Regions from separate parts of the Anser cygnoides genome. Here region 2 is linked to region 1. A link is a contact called in public Hi-C data. All regions are on one chromosome and are shown on one strand. Each heading gives the region's core, a stretch centred on a gene start, on an enhancer-like site or on the middle of the called end of the contact. The rest is flanking DNA. Distances are from core to core; before and after follow the strand shown.

The links. A called contact is a pair of places that touch in the nucleus more often than the background predicts.
Region 2: a Hi-C map of liver shows a contact between it and region 1, with 3 times the contacts expected there. The contact joins the promoter of ZCCHC2 here to the enhancer-like site in region 1. A contact is called at or near these places in 2 of 7 Hi-C or Micro-C datasets (both in liver).

Annotation. Positions count from the first base shown.
Region 1 is chr2:82,540,878-82,548,507 of Taihu_goose_T2T_genome, reverse strand. It overlaps TNFRSF11A (TNF receptor superfamily member 11a), which reads right to left. Exons shown (of 10, transcript XM_066992527.1): 9 at 5,684-6,527; 10 at 1-1,483. The coding sequence ends at 1,119. Among named protein-coding and RNA genes, the nearest start is that of TNFRSF11A, 22 kb to the right of the region's middle. Within about 2 kb of position 4,722, at least 2 of the 3 cell types and tissues checked have open chromatin away from gene starts, as enhancers often do. A contact at or near this core is called in liver, where this site is marked.
Region 2 is chr2:82,581,480-82,588,825 of Taihu_goose_T2T_genome, reverse strand. ZCCHC2 (zinc finger CCHC-type containing 2) reads right to left here and starts at 5,243. Exons shown (of 13, transcript XM_066992532.1): 1 at 4,136-5,243. The coding sequence starts at 5,101. It overlaps LOC106039942 (a long non-coding RNA gene), which reads left to right and starts at 5,379. Exons shown (of 4, transcript XR_001209581.3): 1 at 5,379-5,953.

The DNA.
Region 1 (7,630 bases), core at 3,473-5,972:
TCTGTTCCCTTCACCTTTCTCTCCATGGTCACTGGTGGAGGAGGCTGAAGGATACAGGACCTGAACAAAAGCCAACCGAGCAGCTGAGACCCTACTAACGACAGCTACTACTGTTCTTTAAATCCAGCCCCCTGGTCCCATAGCTTGTCAGCGCTTAGTGTGACAGTGGTTATGCTCCGATTTCAGCTCAGACAGGCCAAGCTCTGGAAACAGTTTCGTGCTGCCCAAATAATGTTCTGCTTACTAATTAAAATATCAAGGGGAAAGACAAATTTGTTTGGGCAGATGAAGGAACACGTGTCTGACCCTGACCAAATTCTCCATCTTCAGGCGCTCTCCTGTCACTCAGGAAATGTCTGCAGCTACTTGCCCTAGATCCTTCCCCCACCTGCTAGCAGTTCTGTGGCTTAAACCTCAGTGACATGATTTGTGCTACAGCATGCCAGGCACATGTCGCTCATCTTTAGCTTCAGGGGTCTGAGTTCCTCTGGGGAGATGCAGTAAGGCAGAGGTGAATCAGGGTTCAGAACTATAAATGCTCTTTGCTCAGGATTAATCTGATACGCTTTCAAGGCATATCAGTGCTAATGTGCCTGTTACCGTAACGCGGGCGGCACTACACACAATCACACCCACAAGTTAGCAAGGGGCAGGCACAGATCCTGACTTTTGCACTGGTTTAGGACTGGAGCGCCTGTTCCTTTGGGGAAAGATGGGAAGGGCTGGAGCCACGCACCCGATCCCTGCCAGGAGTAGAGGTGGCTGTCGCTTCCTTCTACCACCAGAGGTATCGAGGAGGACCAAGGCCCCGTGAAATGGTTCACCTGATACAGCTACTAAATTCCTGCCCAGAGGAAAAAAACAAAAACAACACCTGGGCAGTGCTTGGGGCCCCTTCCAGCACGCTGCCCCCTCTCCAGGAGGGGACATCCGGTGATTCACACTCTCCCCCTGGCCAAGTCCCCCAGCCTGAGGGTTTCCCTCGGCCGTCCTTCGCTGCTGCCCGGGGAGGAACACAGGGGGAGTCCCTCAGCGCTCTCCCAGGGGACCCCAGCGGCCTCCGAAGAAACGAATCCGTCGCAACAACCGGGATTCGGGGTTGACCCCCTTGCGGGCCGTCAGTTCAACACCTTCTCCGAGGAGTGTCCCAGCCTCCCCTCCTCCTGCACGGGCTGCGAGGCCTCATGGCGTAGGCCCGGGCTCGGCACCGTGGCCGTGTGGTGGTGCCGCGGCCCGGCGGCCCCCCCGGCGTGCAGCTCGGCGCACTTCTCCTTGTAGTGCTGCGCGTTGCCGGCGAAGGTCTCGCAGCGGCTGGGGTTCTCCTCCTGCACCGGGCTGCCCACGTTCTCCGAGGCCGCCCCTGACGAGGCCGTTGCCCCCTCCTGGGAGTTTTGGCTAAGGTAGACGACGATGATGTCTCCCTTGAAATTCATTACTTGTCCACTGGAAATAAACGTGGAGTTACTGTTTCCAGTCACATTTCCTGGGGAAGGAGCGGGGGAGAAAAGAAGACAGGCGTGATTAATATTTTCTCTCATGAGGCGGGTGTTTAGCACGGTGAATGTAATCCGCCGCGATAGCTTTACTTTTGTTCCATTATTTTTATCCCGTGACATAGGGATGCTCTTATAATCAATGCCTTCCACGGGGCTCTCTCATGATTTCCACTTGTGCCGCCTCGGGACGACGCCTGTCACCCTCGGGGAGCCTGTCTGCAGCATTTGGAAAAGTTCTCTCTCTACACTGCTCTCCTGCAAGCAAGAGCACGCGAGATAACCTCATCTTCCCATGGCCTCTGGATGCTTGAGCTGCTCCCAGGCCGCCTCCACACGCGGTTTGTGAGGAAACAGCTATCATTTCTAATTCTTAGATGCGTTTTAGAGCCCCAGGCATCACATTGCCTTTTCCCCCTTGGTAAGCAATCACTCCTATGGTGAGGGCTAGGCAGCAGGTTTATTGAATAAGTCCTGAATGACTTAATGTTAGGCCTTGCAGTCACAGCGTCCAAATGACACAGAGCTTATACGATTATCTTGTATTGTCCCATCTCCCACGTAGGCACACTCCAGCCCTCATCCAGTGCCCTCATGGATTTAACGGGATATATGTTGGCTACGGGGAAAAGAGAGTCTATAATACAGCAGCCTAACAGAGTTACGGCTTCAGTAAGTCTGCCTGCGGCTAGAGATTTCTCAGTATAAATCCAATCTTTGTCTCACTCAAGGACTGGGTCACTGACTCAAGCGACAGCAGGACCAGGCTCTGGGAATTAATAAACTTCCCTTGGAGTGGAAAGAAAATAACTGAGAACAAAGTTTCAACAACAAACTAACAAACTTCCCTGAAATTAAACAAAGTTGACCAAAACAACCAAATAAATAACTCTTGTAGCCTATGAACACTTCTCCTTAGAAATGTTTTTTTCCTGCTGAGCTTCGCTTAACCATGACTTGCAGATTGACCGTGCCCCTCACAGACGTTTTGTGCATTTTCTCAATGCTCTCCTCAACACTTGAGACCTTCACAGTTTGGTTGCAGCTGAGCCCGGAGAAAAGCTGTTTTCCCAGCAGCCGACGGTGCTGTTTACACACCAGCAGTGCACATTGGGTGCCAGCAGTGCCGACTGAAGGCCTCACACAAAGCACTCATAGCCGAGTCTGGGTAGCACTGGAGCATCTAACAGCCCCCCTCAAGCGATCCTATTTACCTGAGCTGAACCACCTCACTGATAGCTCTCTGCCGTCTTTCCAAGTACTGCTGATTACCGTGAGGTGTCAGTAAGAGTGCTCACCGCAGGGACTTCTCCCTGTCTGCCTCTTCCCCTGCGTTCAGGTTGTTTGCTGTCAGCACGGCTCTGTTAGGCACCACGGGAGGACAGCAATAACTTTTTGCTTTCATACGGATTGCCTGCCACTCAGAAAAAGGCACTGCAAAAGTTCACCAGTGCTCGGCACGAGATTCAGAGTTTGGAAATATAAGTGATGGAGTAAAAAAAAAAAAAAAAAAGTGGATAAACACATTTAAATTGTTTAGTTGAATGTTGCTAGCAATTCTTCACTGCTTCCTGTTTATGCTGAAACAAAAGTAAATGTGAAGCACAGAAGCACAGAAAATGGACCTAGGAGCTTCCTGGATTGCACTAAGAAATGTGCTTCCAACCTGAAAAGTATAAGGGACACCTTCAGAGGGCAAGTGAAGGCAGACTTCTCTGCAGAATTTCAGCCTTTCGATCTCTTCGTACTGCCTGATGATATTAATTACAATGACAGATTAATTTCTGTGGTAATTATTCACTGGGAACTGGAACGATGTAGGCAATTAATTTCCTCAGAGCCATCTAATGGCATCTGGGTGGTAGGAGCTGGTTGTTGCAGCTGAACCAGGCTGGTTTGGGCTCTGGAAGCGAAAGTCTCCACAAAACCACCCCTAGTCCCCTGTCACATGAATCTTCAACCACTCGTGTTTTACGCTGAAGCCCTACACGAGACGTGAGGTGGCTGTGATCCATGTCCTGACTGCTGCATCTTCTGACTGCCTCCAGGGAGATTTGGGAGGGTGCTTGAAGGCTTCCCTCAATTGCTGTCCATGACCCCTGTAACGGCAACTGTCCAGAGGTTTACTTTGGCCCTCTCAGGTTATTTCACAGTAGGGGCAGAGTCTGCAACTTCTGTTGTCATTCTGAATGCTAAGGAACCAAAACCAAAACTTCATGGAATTACCCATGGCATTTTTCTTCCCATTTCTTCACCCACCCACTTCCAGGCAGTTCTGTCTTAGCACAACTGTGTGCAAAGCCTGGTGGCTACAGCTGCTTTGAGAAGCTTCACAGAAAGTTATTTTGCACATTTGTCCCATCCGGGCACCTCACAGGGCCCAGCAAAACGACTGATGCTGCTACAGCTCCACACACAGCCCCAAATGTGAGCTGGGGCGCTTCAGCGAGGAAGCTACTACTGCTAAGCCCGCTCCCCCTTCTCATGCAACCAGGAGTGACCAGCAGGGCACAGCCACTCCACGGGCTGAAAAACCCTCTGCCAGCAAGGCACCTTAGCTCCCTACCAACTAAACCCATGCTCTCATACTGCCCACTGCTCGGTCAGTGCCTCCACCGTCACGCCGCGGTGGCGGCGAATTAGGAACGCTGAATCTGTGCTCAGGTGACAGCAGATGGCACTGTAGCACGTACACACCCGAAGGCACAGATGCAATTAAAATCACACAGAAAGAATTGTGCCGTCGAGTTAAGATGGCACTTCCCAGCATGTCACTTACATCCAAACTCTCCTGCTTGCCTTAACGTTTCTTAATATTTTCTCTTCCTCTTCTTGAGAGATTTAGAAAGAAAAGCAGTACTTCTGCAGGGCCAGATAAGACTTGACTTTCAGTATTACCTCAGAGTCACCTTCCACAAAAATAAAATCTGTCTGCTCTTTACTACTATTAAGTTTTGTACAGATCAGGGAGCGAAACTGTTTCGAGATTTCAGGAAACTGAAGCAGTAGAAAGAGTATCTGCTCTTAGAAAGATCAACACTGCACGCTTTCAGGTTCTTGCACAGCTTGTATGCTTAGAAGGGAAGGGCCCTCAAAATGTCACTTGCGGGTCTTCAAAGTGTCACTTTTGGGCTTTGGCAGATTGACAAGAAAGTCTGCGTAAGAAGCCTTAAGGCATGATGTGGTTTTAAAGAAGAGCAACCGCTTACGATTGCTGTGTGTATTACAGTAATACTCAGATGTCCCAGTCAAAGCTAAGGTCCCATTACGCCCGGCAGCACATAGATGCAAAAGCAGAGCATCTGTCTTTAAGAGGTTATAATCTAAAATGACTAATAACACATGACAAGACGATTGCAGACTTTTATACTGAAAAGTCTGAGGGAGGAAGGTTTTATCCAGAAAATGCTCATAACTTCCCTTCTGCTAGTTTTGCTTCACTGATTTTTCTCCCTGCTTTCGTTCGACTATTTTGCAATATTCACTCGATTTGTAAATTAGTAGCCAAGTAGTAAACTGGTGACATCAGTGTTTCAGAGCTGTTTTTGGGACAAAGTGCTTGCATGTGAAGAAACAAATGTATGTATGAAATTATCTTTAGGTGAACGTTTATATATTAGCAAATTAAAACAAAGAGAAAGAGCTAAAGGCAAAAAATTGATCACAGTCTCTTAGACCCTACCCTGGCCACCAGGTAACAGCTCCAGCTGGAGTTTTACTGACGGCCACGTGACTGTAACTGCACCTCAACTTAACGGCAAGGACAAAGATGCATGTGCAGGCTGCTGAATGGAAAAACACCCATCAGAGTTACTTGTCCCTTCTCAGCTCAGCCTCTAGGTGACCATTCTCTCCTAAGTTTTCTGTCATACAAAGGCCTGCCGCAGCAAAGATTACTGAGTTACAGGACTGGCTGGCTTTTGCAGCCACATCAGACGCTGAGTTCTGCATTGCTGGTCAGATCATGGCAGGACAATGACCCCTCACAGTGCTCGCGCTATTTGCAGAATTCACAGTGAACCAAAAGCCTTGCTAGTTCAGTTTTGTCTTTCAGGTTAGCGTCAGGGCAATTAAGCAAAAAGGCACCATGCCATTTTTCTCTACTCCTAGATCAGACCCTCTGGATGATACCAAGCTAGCACGGAGAACAGTCTATACAACTGCGTACAGGTCAAGCCTAATGGACTCACCAGATGCTGGAGGGAGGTCTGAAGTGCTGCTGTTTGTCCCTGAAGTGCTTCTGCTTGTGTTCTGGTACTTCGTGCTGGTACCGTCAGAAGATGCATCTTCCATACCATGGTCACTTGTTAGAGTGCTCTGACCAGCAGAGAGAAAATTCAAGCCACAGGTGCACTGTGCATAGGATCCAGTTTCTGGGGAGGTGGAGGCACTGTCAACTGCAGCACAACAGGGTTTGCTCCACTTTCTGGGAGATTCCTGGTATGAAATGCCACACCTTACACAGATCTTCTCTGAGTCATGGTTCGTTGCAAAACGATCTGTGTCTTTGCTGTCTGTTTCCTTTGGACAACTGTGGACACGTTGGTAAGATTTCTGAAGATATTTGTCCATGGCAGCGTGTGCACCATCTGCATCGGAGAAGGAGTCAGAGCCTTGAGAGACGGACACGTCCTCTGTACTCCCAACTCCTGAAAAGCACTGATTCAAGCTATCGTTCTCCCCGATCTCCACCGGTTCTGAAAACGACGACACAGTTTTACTGTCAGGCCGACTCAGCAAAGATAAATAATCAGCAGCATTGAGATCTTTATCCATATATTCGTCTTCTGTGGGAACAGGTGGGAAATGGTCGTGATCGGTCTCTGTTACCACAGAAAGCTGCTGGAGGTTCCCCCCGGCCTCACAGGGTGCCGTGCTGGGGCTGCTGTGACTGCACGAGGTGTGAGCGCCGGCACAGGATGAGCTCCCGGGGCCAGGACAGGCAGCAGGGCCCAGGAGACGCATGTCTTCAGAGCCCTGGGGGACAACGGCGTTCGGTATGTTTACAGCAACGAACGCATCTCTGGGGGGCTCCTGAAAGACACACAAAAGAAAAACGTATTTGATACATAAACTGGCAGAAGGTTGTCTTCTGAACAAAGGAGGAATAGGCAATGTCTTGGTGTTTCCTTGGTGTGGAGCTGGCGGGGCTAAGCAGCACTGACGCATTTGAATCTTGAGAAGTGTAATTCTGTTCTGCTGTGAAACTGTGACTGGCTGGCTGAACTCTGCCAGTGATCAGAAAAAAATCTGGGGACAATAACAATGGCGGGAGAAGACTGTTCCTAGCTTTTAAGGATCACAGAATCATCTAGGTTGGAAAAGACTTTCAAGATCATTGAGTCCATCCATCAACCAGCCATCAAGAGGGCACTTAAGGGTAAATAAACCTAGAAGTTGCTAGATTCTGCTGTTCCTTGTAGACCATCCAAAAGCCCTACGTAACCTAACTGCTTGTAAGGTTTATAACCTCCCTGAACAACCTATGCCTTTCTTGATCTGTGGAGGCCTCTCTGGAAGCAGAATCTTAATTATCAGATTAAAAAAAAATCACACCAACACAAGGCTGCTTTAACCTGGAAAAGGCTAAGACAACAAATACAAAAGCCCATGACGTTACCTTCCAACTATGTTTCACATGAAGCTATGTTTTTGGTTGGAGATCCACAAAAAAAGGTTTGGGAAATACTTCAAGGGTTCCCTTCAGTTCCTGCCAGTCATGCCGTAATGATGGGTATTTGGGATCTGCTACCTTTCATTTCTAGCATCTGTTTACTTCTTCCAGGATGGAGGAGAGTAAATGCCACCAGCCACTAATTGCTGTTGATTCACTCCTCTGTCCTGGGGGATCTAAACTGCTGCCAATGCAGGGCGTTACATGAACATTTATGAGAAAAAAGAGGAACTGCCTGCTCAAATTTTTTTTTTTTTTTTTTTTTTGGTAGCAATAGGATTTGAGTGTTGCCACAACTAAGCTAGACAGAGCTCCTAGACTGGCAGGTGGGATGGTGGGGACAGCATGCACCTGGGACACAGGGAACCTCAGTCCACATCCCATGTGGATCAGGCAGCGCATAAGCGTGTGAACAAGGATTTCAGCATGTGCTGGAATAAAAGGGACTCGTGGCCATTTTCTT
Region 2 (7,346 bases), core at 3,994-6,493, 40 kb before region 1:
GAGATCCTGCTGTCGACAGGTAAGTCAACCCTGAGTGACACTGGAAACCCAGCCACGGCTTAACAGCAGCAATGCAAGTGCAAGCGTTAGGAAGCCATGGGTACATCTGCAGTCCCCCCAGTGCTTATTTAAGACAACAGAGAAAAAATTGACACGGAAACCAGGGGGAGGCTGATGAAGGCTGGCATAAAGGGACTGGGCAAGGCTACAATCTTGTCTTAATACCTCAAAATTAGAGCTGAACAATGACTAAAGCAACTGAAAGCCATGTAAGTTTTCCATCTGCAGTTTCCTGGAGCATTAACATGTACGTTTAAACAGAGGTCTTTCATTTTAGGAGCTGCTTTTATCTATCCATGACTTCCTTCCCAGAAGACTTCCAGTAATGTTTCTGGACATCCCCAACTCCTGTTTCAAGTCAGAGAAATTTCTGCTCAGAGACAAGGATGTTACAGTCACTGAGAGAGACAGAATACTTTGTATCTCAATATGCAAAACATGTAAAACTCTAGTAGTTTGCTGGACCATCCACAATTTAAAAGATTCTTGCCAACAATAAAAAGTCATCTTTATCCTTCTGTCTCTTATTTAAACCAGACACCATGATACTTAAAGGAGTATTTGAGTACACTGCAGTTTCGATTGTGTGCGTTTTTCTTCTCTCAGAGCTCTTAGGATCTAAAATTAAGTTCTAGTACCTGGTGCTGCTGCAAGTCACTGAAGATCAATCATAAAAGCACTCTTCTAATTTGCAGACAAAATAAACTATAAATAGAAGCCTACTAAACAAAATACCCTGTAAATAGAAACTTTCCCTTTATTTTTAAGTAGGGACTTTTTGTGTGAAGAATCCTCAAGCCAGGTAATTATAAAACTATTCAGCAAGCCATTATCTGCAGGAGACTGCTTATTTCAGTAGAACCTTAGTTCTATTACCATCAAGTATTCCTGATTAAATGCTCCCGCGTATTACGCAAGCCACATTTATCATGTTTGTATGTACTCAGACCTCCTTCGCTATTTCAGCATTCAGACCATAGATCTGGGTTCGAGCAAGATAGGCCATGAACAGGTTTGATCCTGATGGACTTATTAAACATACATAATCAACACCAGAATTAAGCTGTTCTGCTACTTAAACTGATATACGTTAGTGGTATCAGTGTACTTTTTGGTCATTAGTAAGGTTTTTTATGACTACAGATGTGAATGCTGCTGCCTTCTTTTTATACACCAACTCCAGATTCAAAGTCCATATTCTGCACAGCTTAATGCGTCGATGACTTTTTTTTCCCTACATCTTCATTTAGAAATTTGCAAGTTGTATCAGGTGTTTTACCTTAAATAAACATAGTATTTCAGAACACAAGTTTATGCAATTATAAGGCAATCCTACCTCTGCCCATCCCACTCCAACAGTGCTAACCCTCACAAGTTTTGAGCCTATTATTTCCATCTGAATTTGTAAAAGGGTATCGTTACAAAGCGTTAGGTTCTTAAAGAACCATTAGAATAGGATCGCTGCTCTTCTTGGTCTCCCGTTAGATCCTTGTCAAGAAGCAACTTCCACGTGAGCTCCATGTTACCGGGCAGCGCAGACCCTAACCAGAAAACACAGTCCCAAGCATGAGAAAAAAGTAAGCTACCTGACATCCCTAAAGACCGCCCGGTTCCAGCCCCCTCCCACGGGGGGGGACACCTCCCACCAGCCCAGGCTGCCCAAGGCCCCATCCGGCCTGGCCTTGAGCACCCCCAGGGATGGGGATGGGGCACCCACAGCTCCTCTGGGCAGCCTGTGCCAGGGCCTCACCGCACCTAACGCCCCCCCCCCCCCCCCCCCCCCCCGGGGGAGCCGCACGCGCCCCCACGGCGCGCTGCCATTGGCCGCCCGCGAGCCTCCCCGTTACGCAACGCCCCCCCCCCGTGCGGGCCGGGGAGGATCCCGCCCTGCGGGCACGTGACGCCGAGCGCAGGCCGCGCCGCCGCCATCTTGGAGGGGGCGGGAAGCGGCGGGGCCGGCGGGCCCGCAGCGCCGCCGGGGGGGCGCCATGATGGGGGCCGGGGGCGGGGGCGGGCCGCAGCCGCGGGGCCCGGCCCTCACAGCCGCCGCGGGGCGGCGGGCACCGACCCTGCGCGGGGTGCGGGGGGGGGGAACGAGCACGCGGGCGCCTGACGGGATTTTAAATCGGCCCCGTGTAACGGAACAGCGGCATTTTGTGAGGGAAGCCTTGAGCCACGCTGACTCCGTCACCTTCCATTTTCACCTGTCAGGGTCCCTGCAAACCTGAACTGAACAGCCTCGGCAGAAACACAGCAGTCCCTCTGTGCCCTGTCAGCCGCTGCTTCCCAGAAGAGGCTCTGCTCTATTTACAGTTTAACCAATAAGAAAAAAAAAACCTTGCAGAAGGCATGCAGTTGAGCCCTGCGCAGACCAGGCAGTATGTGACATGCATGTTCAGCCAAGCTGGTTCGGATCTCTCCGTGTTCCCTCTGCAGAAGAAACCACCACAACTTGGAAGCCTGCTTTTACGCCGAAGCCAGAACGCCACACGGAGCAGACTGCAATTCCAGTAGTTCATGGGAGCCTGCTCTCCCAGTGCCTTTGGTGGGGCACGCTGAGCACTTAGAGCTGGTGTGCCAGCTTCAGCCAGGAAGCGTGCTTCTAGTTATTAGCACTTCAAACCCAGCAAGGGCAGCGTCCAGCCTTACCGCTTCCTGTAACCCCATCTTCCCCCCCTCTACAGGGACTTGCAGGACATTTTGGGAGAGCTAGACTCGATACAGCTCAGTGAGCCAAAATAAACACTTTTTGGACTTATGCTATGAATTCAGTATGATTTCAGTACCATAACATCCACCCACTAGTTTATGACCTGCCAAATGTGCTTTGGCCTTAAAATGGTACAAGCGTGTACTTAGCATATTTGAAGTCTTAAAAATCCCTGTCTCCTTTCAGTAGTCCTCAAAAGCACATCCTGTCTTTACCAAGCAGATCAAGGGCCATTCCTTTAGAATCACAGCAGTTTTCTGTGAGTGGATGAACTGGACAGCATCAAAAGTAAATTTAAAAAAAAAATGTTTGTACCTTTTTCTGTTAAGCCCCTGACGAATGTGTTGGTTTTAACAGCCTATCTGCATTGTAAGTACCTATCTTCCAGCCCTTTCTTCCTCTTTGCACGAGAGGCCATCTATAGACCAAAAACTGCAGAGCTCCAAGACGATGACTTGGTTGCATAAATATGGGGCGGATTTTTTTTAAAGCAAACATTCACCAAAAGGGCAGCAATGGGTGGCCAGGGGGGAAAAACCCACGTTTAGATATTGCTGCTGCATATGAGAATGCTTCAGTGCCACTCATGGAGAGTCCTCGCTCTGTGACAGCCACCTTCCAGCAACAAGTGGCACATCTGCTTTCAAGATGTGCTCTGCTGCTTCCTGACAGCCACCCAGAAATTAAGCTTTTCTCTGAACAGAAGTTGCAGTTGTGACATTTTAATTTGCTCGTTTAGTAAAACGATTACCACCCCTTCCCAAAGGCCTTCAACCACCTCACGGAACGCGGCTTTTGAGAACCAGCCTCGCGGCCGCTGACCCTTAACTACAGCCCTGATCCTTGCCAAGTCTCATTTTTGGGGGGAGAGAGCAGCTTCCACGTGAAAATTGCCCCAACACCTTCTATTGTTTGGAGCCCCTGCAGCAAGCTCTCTCAGGCCGTATGGTTTCGATCTGGCGTTATGATTATTTTTACGAGTTTAGCCAAGCTGCCGCTTGCACTTCTGCATCGTGCAACTTCTTCAGCGGCCTGCAGCGTACGAGGCAGCCGCTCGAGCTTTACGGGCACTCTGCATCCTACGCTCTAGCAACACGGGGGCTCTAAAGGCAGCGCACCAGAAAGCATGGCTGGCCAGAAAAAGCACCCCCCCCCCCCCCCACTACGTCATACCGGGCAGTATTACGTCACAGCCCCACATTCGCAGCAGGCCCTACAGAGAAGGGGGGCAGGGCTCTCTGGGTGCCCTCTGCCCATCCCACGGGGGTGGGGGGGCTTCGCCTCGGCTCCTAGAAAATCACGGGGAGGGGGCGAAGAAAGGGGAGGGCGCCCAGCGGGAGGGCAGGGCGCGGGGCACGCCGTTACCTGGGCTCGGGGGCGGCCGAAGCCCTCCTCGTCCTGGTCCCCGCACAGGGCCCTCCGCAGGCGCTCCAGGTGCTCCCTCAGGGTGACCCGCTGGTGGAAGGAGAAGGCCGGGTGCAGCGAGGCCATGGTGAAGAGCAGCAGCAGCTCCTCCTGCGCGCCGAAGCCCAGGCCCTGGGCGGCGGGGAGGGGAGCCTGGCCGTTCTCCCCGGCGCCGTCCATCACCACCACCACGTCGTCGTCGTCGTCCTCCTCCTCCTCGGCCGCCTCCTCCTCGGCAGCGCCCGCCGGGGGCCGCCTTGCCGGGCAGCTCTGCAGGATGGAGTCCACCTGGGGCAGCAGGCGGTGCAGGCGGCCGGCGGCCTCGCGGTTCTCGGAGCCCAGCAGGGCCAGGTAGACGATGAGCTTGGAGCGCACGGCCGGGTCGCGGAAGTCGCCGAGCTGCCCGGGGTCGCTCAGCCCGTTGGCCTTGGCCTCCGAGTCGCGGAGGCAGTGGTAGTCCTTGCGGGCCAGGTCCTCCAGGCACGAGCCGAGGAACCGCAGCTCCAGCGGGTTGCACAGGTCCAGCAGCCCCACCATGAACTCCAGCCGCTGCGCCGAGCCCAGCACCAGCCCGAACCACTCGTACACCGTCTCCTTGTCGGTGCGGGCCGCCGCCGCGCCGGGCCCACCGCCGGCACCGCCACCGGCAGCGCTCGGCGTGGCGGCGGCGGCGGCGGGGGGAGGCGGCGGGCCGGGCCCGGGCCCCGTCCCGGTTCCCAAGCCGTGCAGCTGGCTCGGCCTGTCCGGCCCGCACCCCCTCCCCGCGGCGGCTCCCCCGCGGGCCGGCGGCCGGGGCAGCTGCTGCAGCTGGAGGTGACAGTCCAGGGCCGCGCCGGGCTCCTTCAGCCCCAGCCCCGCGGCCGCCGCCTCTTCCGCCGCCGCCGCCTTGTGGCTCGTCTGCTTGAGGGGCAGCTTCATCTTCAGCATCCTCGGCGAGGGGCGGCCGCCAGCGTCCCGCGGGGCCCGGCTGCGGGGCTGGGCGCGGAGGGGAAGGGGACGAAGGGGGGTGGCGGCGGCGCTCAGGCGGAGCCGCCGCTCATCGCCGCCGCGGCCCTGCCGGCGCGGGAGAGGCGCGCGCGGGGGCAACGCTCCGGTGCGTGCCGGGAAACGGGGGGGGCCGGAGGGAGGGAGGGAGGGAGGGGGCGGCGGCTCCCGCAGCGCCCCCCCGGCCGCCGCCTCCTCCTCCTGCCGCTGCCCCTATCGGCGCCGCCGACGTCAGCGCGCTCGCGACCGCGGGGCGGGGCGGCCGTTGGGGCCGTTAGGGCCGCTGCGGGGGGTGTGTGGCGTGCTGAGGGGGGCGCCGCCAGGAGGAAGGGTTCCCTAAGGGTGGGCGCTGTGAGGGCGCTGCCGCCGCCCTGCTCTGTTCCCAGGCCTGCGGGGAGCCCGCAGTTATCGGATTGAACAGCCCGAGCAATCTTGCTTCTTGCTCCGGCTCCCGCACGTTTACATAAAGACGGCGTAACTGAAAACAGAATCGCAAAACCCGTCCCATCACGGTGAAGAACAAAATGTGGCCCGCTAATTAGAATTATGCAAAGCAGCGTCCCTAAACAGCTTACAGCAACAAAGTACGAAGGGCCGCTGCTAACCCCCCCCTTATCTGTCTGTCCGGGAGCTGATTGTGCTGCCATGAAAGAGCCTATTTATTAAACAACCAAGTAAATGTCATGCAGATTGTAATAATCTTGCATGCATCGTTCAGATTTGACACAGACCTTCAGTGTACTCTTCAGTGGTGGTTACAGACTAAACCATATCCTGATTTCTTATATATATTCAGTGAGTACATATACTCACATACATACATTCTATTAAAAAATAAACTTTTAGGTAGTATATGTTAGGTTTATACTTTCCTAATGGCTGCTTTGACCTCTTCTAGTAACACAAATAGACTTGAACCCGATTCAGCTAACTCCACTCTTTCATTACCTTCACAGACCATGGTCACTGCCATCACGGCCTCTTCCAAGGCTTGTGACAGCAGAAATGTAGCAGGGAGCAGGAAGTTGTTCTACTGTTTTCTCCCAGATTGCTAGCAGTTCTTCATCAGTCCCAGAACCAGGAAGGTGAAGAGTAGGTGTAAGAGGTCTCATAAACCCCTTTATTCTTCCATTTTATCTTCCTATGCTGTTCACTGGTTAGGGCCTGGCTGGACCGATGAATCACTCCAAATACTTACAGTTAATAGAACAGTTATCATAATATCCCAAGATAATATTTTCTTACCATTATGAAGCAATAATTCTTGTCTCATTATTACGAGTTTTCTGTTTTGTTTTGTTTCCAAATAAAATCAGCCATGACTATCACAGCAGATATACTAAGCTGAAATCATGGATTTACTGAAACATGACCAGAGGCCTCTACTTTGAACGGCTGTTTCATCTGAATAGAATTTGCAGGATCAGAATTAAAATTGTATGGGTGTTAGAAATAACATTTCTCATATTTTAACAATATGTGATTCGAATAAAACGTGACATAGTTCCAAACAGATGACACCATGGAGGGGGGAAAATGAATTTAATTTTGGTGGGAGGGAAGAAGGCAATGAGAGAAAGAGAAAGTCCACTGAACCATTCATAAGTCCACAAAGGTATGAAAAATTGCACATGCATGAGGGTAATGGTTGAAAGTACACTCCCCAAGTCCAGAAAATACTTGAGCATGTGCCTACGTCCATCCCGATGTGATAGTTCCCAAGCTGATGCTAAGTTTCACAACTAAGCTGAAGAACCTGATTAACTCAGCCCCTTTGTATCTCTGGTTTTCTAATGGTTTAAATTATGATACCTGAGGAAAACAGATTTGCAATATAGGAAAAACAAAACAAAACAAGAAAAAAAAAAAACAGGAAAGGGACTGGTGTGAGAAGGCAAAAAGAAAACAAAGATACTCTAAGTGGGCTTAGAAGCATTTCAGTAGCTCAGGGAGTTGGCAGCAAGAAGAAACAGGACAATGTGGAACAAGGACTCTGAGTATCCAGAGGAAATGAAAGTGAAACTCAGGGCTGGGAATGGAAGAAGAAAGCAGCGGGGCAATGCACGAACACTGCTGTGATACGCTGCCCTTGAGATGTTCTAATCTGATTTTCTTAATAGCATGTTAGAGGAGATGGGAGAAAGAACTGCGACTTCTGCATGATGCATACCATAGACTTGCAGGAAAA